Regions from separate parts of the Mus musculus genome. Here region 1 is linked to region 2. Evidence: chromatin contacts called from public HiChIP or PLAC-seq data. All regions are on one chromosome and are shown on one strand. Each heading gives the region's core, a stretch centred on a gene start, on an enhancer-like site or on the middle of the called end of the contact. The rest is flanking DNA. Distances are from core to core; before and after follow the strand shown.

The links. HiChIP or PLAC-seq counts read pairs in DNA pulled down with a chosen protein or histone mark.
Region 1: a contact with region 2 is called in an H3K27ac HiChIP or PLAC-seq map of stem cell-derived neural progenitor cells, with 2.4 times the contacts expected there. The contact joins two enhancer-like sites. A contact is called at or near these places in 1 of 115 datasets of contacts at active chromatin or transcription factors (stem cell-derived neural progenitor cells) and 1 of 9 other capture datasets (embryonic tail).

What each region holds. Positions count from the first base shown.
Region 1 is chr13:34,813,394-34,816,093 of GRCm38.p6, reverse strand. No RefSeq gene overlaps it. Among named protein-coding and RNA genes, the nearest start is that of Gm36839, 60 kb to the left of the region's middle. Within about 2 kb of position 1,438, at least 102 of the 459 cell types and tissues checked have an H3K27ac peak or open chromatin away from gene starts, as enhancers often do. A contact at or near this core is called in stem cell-derived neural progenitor cells, where this site is marked.
Region 2 is chr13:34,248,156-34,250,855 of GRCm38.p6, reverse strand. All of the region lies in intron 3 of Slc22a23 (solute carrier family 22, member 23), which reads left to right. Among named protein-coding and RNA genes, the nearest start is that of Gm52037, 52 kb to the right of the region's middle. Within about 2 kb of position 1,380, at least 118 of the 459 cell types and tissues checked have an H3K27ac peak or open chromatin away from gene starts, as enhancers often do. A contact at or near this core is called in stem cell-derived neural progenitor cells, where this site is marked.

The sequences.
Region 1 (2,700 bases), core at 189-2,688, 570 kb before region 2:
GAGAGACTGGGAGCAGAGTGGAAGGCACCTCCAAATACCGACCAGAGCACAGTGATGACAGAGTAATTGGGAAGTCTACACCAGCCTAAAACAGCAATACCAGCAAGCTCACCCTTGGGGAAGCAATGAGTTTATAAGGGCTACTTACGGGAACAGAGAGAACTCTAAGTCAGCAGCTCTATCCCACCATGCTCAACTTCATGCTGTTTAGAAACACTTTTTTCTTTTCCTGTTGCTTTCTCTGAGTTATGAGTTTCAGGTCTCTCACATTACAGATATGGAGACAATGGCTCAGAGGACTCAGCCTGTGCACAGTGTGGCCAGAGCTGTGCACCCAAGACTCCTGGATGTGGTTATTATACACTGATCAAAGGAAGAGCCTCTGTGTGGATGAGATACTGGATTTCTGTGGTGTCAGCATGGAAGTTCCACTGCAAATTATATATATATACATATATATACATATATATGTGTATATATATATACACACACACACACACACACAAATGGCCAAGATAATGACTTTTGAACTTGTCAAATACCTGTGGTAGAGGAAAAAGAATTAAAAGAAGTTGTTTTCCTACTCCAGGAAGTAAAGTATGTGCTTAGGCCCAACATCTTCACAGCCCTCGTCTTACAGGGATCCATGGAGATTCAAGGACTGTTGGGCAGGGCTATGCCTCATGTTTCCCAGAAGAAAAAAAAAAGGATACTACCCTGAGGAGCAGCTGCTTTGTGTTCACCTGCACAGCCTTGTTCAAGAGGCCACATCTCTAAGGCAGTGTCTACGGCAGCCTCTGAGGCATCCCTCACACAAAGAGAAAACACCCAGCTCACATGTTGCTCTGTGATCTTCTGAGTCAAGACTCTCAGAAGCCACTGGCTTTGAATGAAAAACACAGTATGACCAGGGCACAGAGGCCTGCTCATTGGGCTCTGGTGGGACGTATTCTGCCTCATTCCCCAAAGCAACAGCTTCCTGGTGTTGCTCGGTGGAATGTATGCTGAAAATGATTGGCTTCACTTCTCAGCCTCAGTCTGCTTGAAAAGAGACCCGCCAGAATGACAAGAAGTCATTTCCTGAAAGCTGGAGGGAGGGAGGAAGAGAGTAGAGACGACACACAACAGACAGGGTAGCCGTTAGCTACTGGCTATCCGTGTGTTATTTATGGGACTGTTTGTCCACACTTGGGCAATGCCAATTAATGAGGAGTCAAAGTGGCTCGGGAGCCAAGCCTAAGGCCGCTTCTAAACCACTGTCCTGTGACTGTTTAGCCAGTGTGTGGGAGCTGAACCTTGCATCATTTGCTTAATGGATTTGTTCCCCCCTCCCCCTTGAAACAGGAAAAAGAATGCCAGCTTTCTCCCGGAGCCTTCAGCAGCGGGGCTCAATCAAATCATTTTCCCAGCTTTGCCTGGCCAACAAAGACGTCTGCATGCTCCCCAGCGCTGCTGCACACAGCCTTTCAGTGGCAGCTGGTCCCGGGATTAGGCTCCCCTCCCCCTGCCCTGGTCCCAGTGCAAATCCGCAGATCTCCACGTTCATTCCTTCCCTGTGCACGGGCTCTTTGTAAATGGAAAGAGGAATGTGCAAAAGAAAACGTTGCCTTCATCCCTGGGAACCAGGTAGGGAGTTAAGTGTGTTGTCGCACCCAGCCCTGAACACTCTGCAAGCTAATCTAGAAAGCTGGTGAGTTTGTCCAGCCATGTGGACTTTTGCCAGAAATTGCTGACAGCTCCTTCTAGAAACTTAGCTACTCAGACAGTCTGAGGTGTCTCCTGATGTCTGGAGATCCTGATAACATTGCCATAGTGCCACCGGGCCGCTGCTCTTTTGATGAGAAAGCTTGGCCCATAAAATCTTTGAGTGAGTCCAAGAATGATTCCTTGCATCTAGATGGCTGCCCAGGTCCCCTCTTGACTGCTCAGCTGAGACTCACAGATATCTCCACAGTCAGTGGAAACCAGATATCGGGGTTGTTATCTCATCCTATACCTAGGCAAAACCTGGAAGTCAGGAGAAAAGTCACCAGCTTCCTTTGGAAATTATCAGGCTCCCCCCCCCCCATTACCTCTGTGAAATTCCCAGAAGAAAGAAACACACAATATAGTGTGTGTGTGTGTGTGTGTGTGTGTGTGTGTGTGAAAGAGAGAGAGAGAGAAAGAGAGAGAAAGAGAGAGAGAGAGAGAGAGAGAGAGAGAGAGGTGGGGGGAGGGAGAAAGAGAGAGAGAACACCTAGAAAGGCCAAATAAATGTGCAGAGCTTTGGGGGCTGCTTGGCAGGAATCTGACATTGACCAAGGACAAGGAAGTAAGTTGAGGCAGGAATCTTAATTTTAGGGTGGAGCAAAAGAAGTAGACTTCAGGCATGAATATGACTTTGGGCTAGGACAGGGAAGTAGGCGGCTCAGATATCTTGGTCATCCTGATATGCCCTCTAAAACAGTGGCCATGGGACTTTGCTTATTGCCTTGCTTGTTCCTTGACTATTTGTGTTTATTTGCCCTTATTACTTGCATGTAATTAAAATGTTATAAAAGCAGATTGGGAAAAAATAAACCTGCCTCAGCCTCAGAACTGGCTGGGGTCAGGCTACAATGTTATCTAATTGTCTTTTTTCTTTTTAATCCTCACTCTTGTGCTGGAGAACCTGTTGACTGACTGAGCTGACTTGGCCAAATAAGTAAAGTTCAAGATTAT
Region 2 (2,700 bases), core at 131-2,630:
CATCAGTTCTGTTGGAACATGGCTGATAGCCAGAGGGTCTGTGAATGACAGGAAGGTTCTTGGGTCTGTGAGACAGGCTCTCAGATGTAATGGAAATGTTACAGCCATCTGATCCCCTTCCAGATGTGTGCAACCCCCCCACACACACACACACATTTATGCAGATGTCATATGGAGGTATTCCCACCTGCTGCTCTAGCTGTTTCATTGTGTGTTTTTCCTTCTTGGCAAAAATCCCACACTTGGATTAAGGTCAGTTTGCAATCCCTTTTTTATTTTTGAACACCGGTAAGTCACACTAAGTCTCGGGCACTAAAGAAGTCTGGACATTTTCATAGGAGGTAAGAACATGACTTATAGACTCTCATGGTTCCGTTTCCCATGAGCCAGGTGAGTCCCAAATAACAAGTTCCTGATTGTCAGATGGGAAAATGAGAGTAAGGTGGAGATCATGAAGCTTGGAGAAATTGAACCTTTAAAGCAGGTGTCCTTAGTAAACATACCAGAGCAGCTGAGACTCAGGGTACACACACACACACACACACACACACACACTCTCTCTCACCCTCTCATTCTCTGTATATGTGTGTGTTCGTGTGCACTCCTAAACCATGTTTGTATTTATATTTATGTATTTCATGTGTGCCCTTATGTATCTGTGTGTGTGTGCAGATTCCCCAGTCAGTATCAGGACAAGAGACTTTATGTGTCTTCTAGAACGGTGGTTCTCTAGCTGTGGGTCACAAGCCCTTTGACAGCCCTCTATCTCCAAAAGTACATTTACATTACAGCTCTTAACAGCAGTCAAATTGCATTTATAAAGTAGCAATGAAAATAATGTTATGGTCGGGGGCCATCACCACATGAGGACCTGTATTCAAGGGTTGCACTTCTGTAGGACAAGCTCCTCTTTTCCTCACTGTTCTCTTGTGTCCTCCTGTTCTGATGTGCCTGGGATTCCTAGACTCTATAGAAGGGAGACAACAGGGTACTTCGACCTTGACTCTAATTACAGAGAGGAGCAGTTTTGCCAGTTGGGCTTCGGGCCACTATGTCCCTTGGGCATTGTTCTCTCTTGCCCTGCTTGGCTTGTCCACAGGAGGCTCTCTGGCATCCTCAAGATGCTTCTACCATCTATACTGTGTGGCCCAGGCCTTGACATCATTTCCTTCCATCCTGCTCATCTAGGGACATGCATCTCTGTCACAAATGTGTTACAACCTGCGTCTCCTGGTTATCCCCAGGGAAGCAACAAGTCTCCTTGGTGACCGTATCGGTGACAAGTAGTAGGAATGTGGCATCCGTAAGGCCCTCTGGCTTTCTTGGCATGGTGTCGGGTAGGGAGGAGACAGGGAGGAGATCCACTGTGGCTCCTGAAGTGCGCCCATCTGAGGCAGAGCCAAAAAGGGTGAAGGCTAGAGAGGTTTCCAGAGCAGCAGGGAGGGAGGAGGGCTAGGGAATGACAGAAAGGGCCTTTCATCCAGACTCTGTGCCTATACGCTGGGTTTTTGTCGGCCTAGTGCTGTGCACAGCCTGGCATTCTCTGGACACAGCCCTGGGGTGCCCAGCTCATCACCCCAGCCCCATAAAATCATGGCATGTGCCTTTCTGCCAACACTAGTGGATAACACGAGATTCCCTTTCCCCTTCCCCCCCTCTCTTCTTTTTCCACCCAAGGAGGTTAAATCACCAGGCGCTTTCTTTCCACAGTCCTCAGATTACACTGGACAAAGAGCCCCGACTAGAATGCTAATGGGGAGCTTTCTTTTCCATCAAGGGGGCCTTACAAAGGCTGGGGCTAGAGGGCCTCTCCAGCCCTCACTTTCTTTCCTGTAATTCTAGACAAATAGCATTAGCCTTTTATGAGGCCTTTGTCTGCAGGCATTCCGAGGGTACTTTTCATCTGACGCTGCTTTCTTGAATTTTAAATGGACAGTGTTCAAATCGCCCAGCCTGGCGTTACTTCTGGTAGCGAAAATGCAGGCTCCCAGCCATCAGTTGGTAAATTTAAAAAGGGATGGTTTTAGAGAACACATCTTTCTCTCCCGCCACAAATTAAATGCCTCAAAAGGAGAACAGCATTAAAAATTAAAATGCTCTTTGATGGTCCTAGATTGTTCCCCCTCTCAGTACAGACAGGGGGGTCTTCTTGCCTTCTCCCTTGCTGCCCCCATGTTCCATTTGGGCCGTCTCTGATGTGGTTTGGGGCGTCCTTTTTTCTGGGAGTCATGTCTTTTAACAAAACCACTGTTTGCGTTTCTAAAAATAACATTACTGACTTTTCTGACAGAAGTCTGAAGCACATGACAAGAACACCCCATTCTGAATCCTGTTTTACAAATTGGTCAGATGGTCCATTCCACAGCCTTTGGGGCAGGTGTTGTCACCTCTATAAAAGGCTAGAACAGAAACATTGCAGCTGTGGGGAGCCTGCTACCGCAGCTCAGTAACTCCCTTCCTTATAGCCCAGAATGACCTTAAATTCAAATCCTCCCGCCTCATCTTCTCACATGCACTGCTGTTCAGATGCAATAGCAGCCGGGACAGTCTGGAATGAAGCTAAAAGCTGTGTTCGTTCTAACAAAGCATTGTTTGTGAGGGCTAAAATCTTAATTCCATACAAGCTTCACAGCCCTTTAAAAGTGTCATGTCATTCTTAGCGCCAAGCTGGCCATGAATTGTACAAAAACAGGGCAGGGG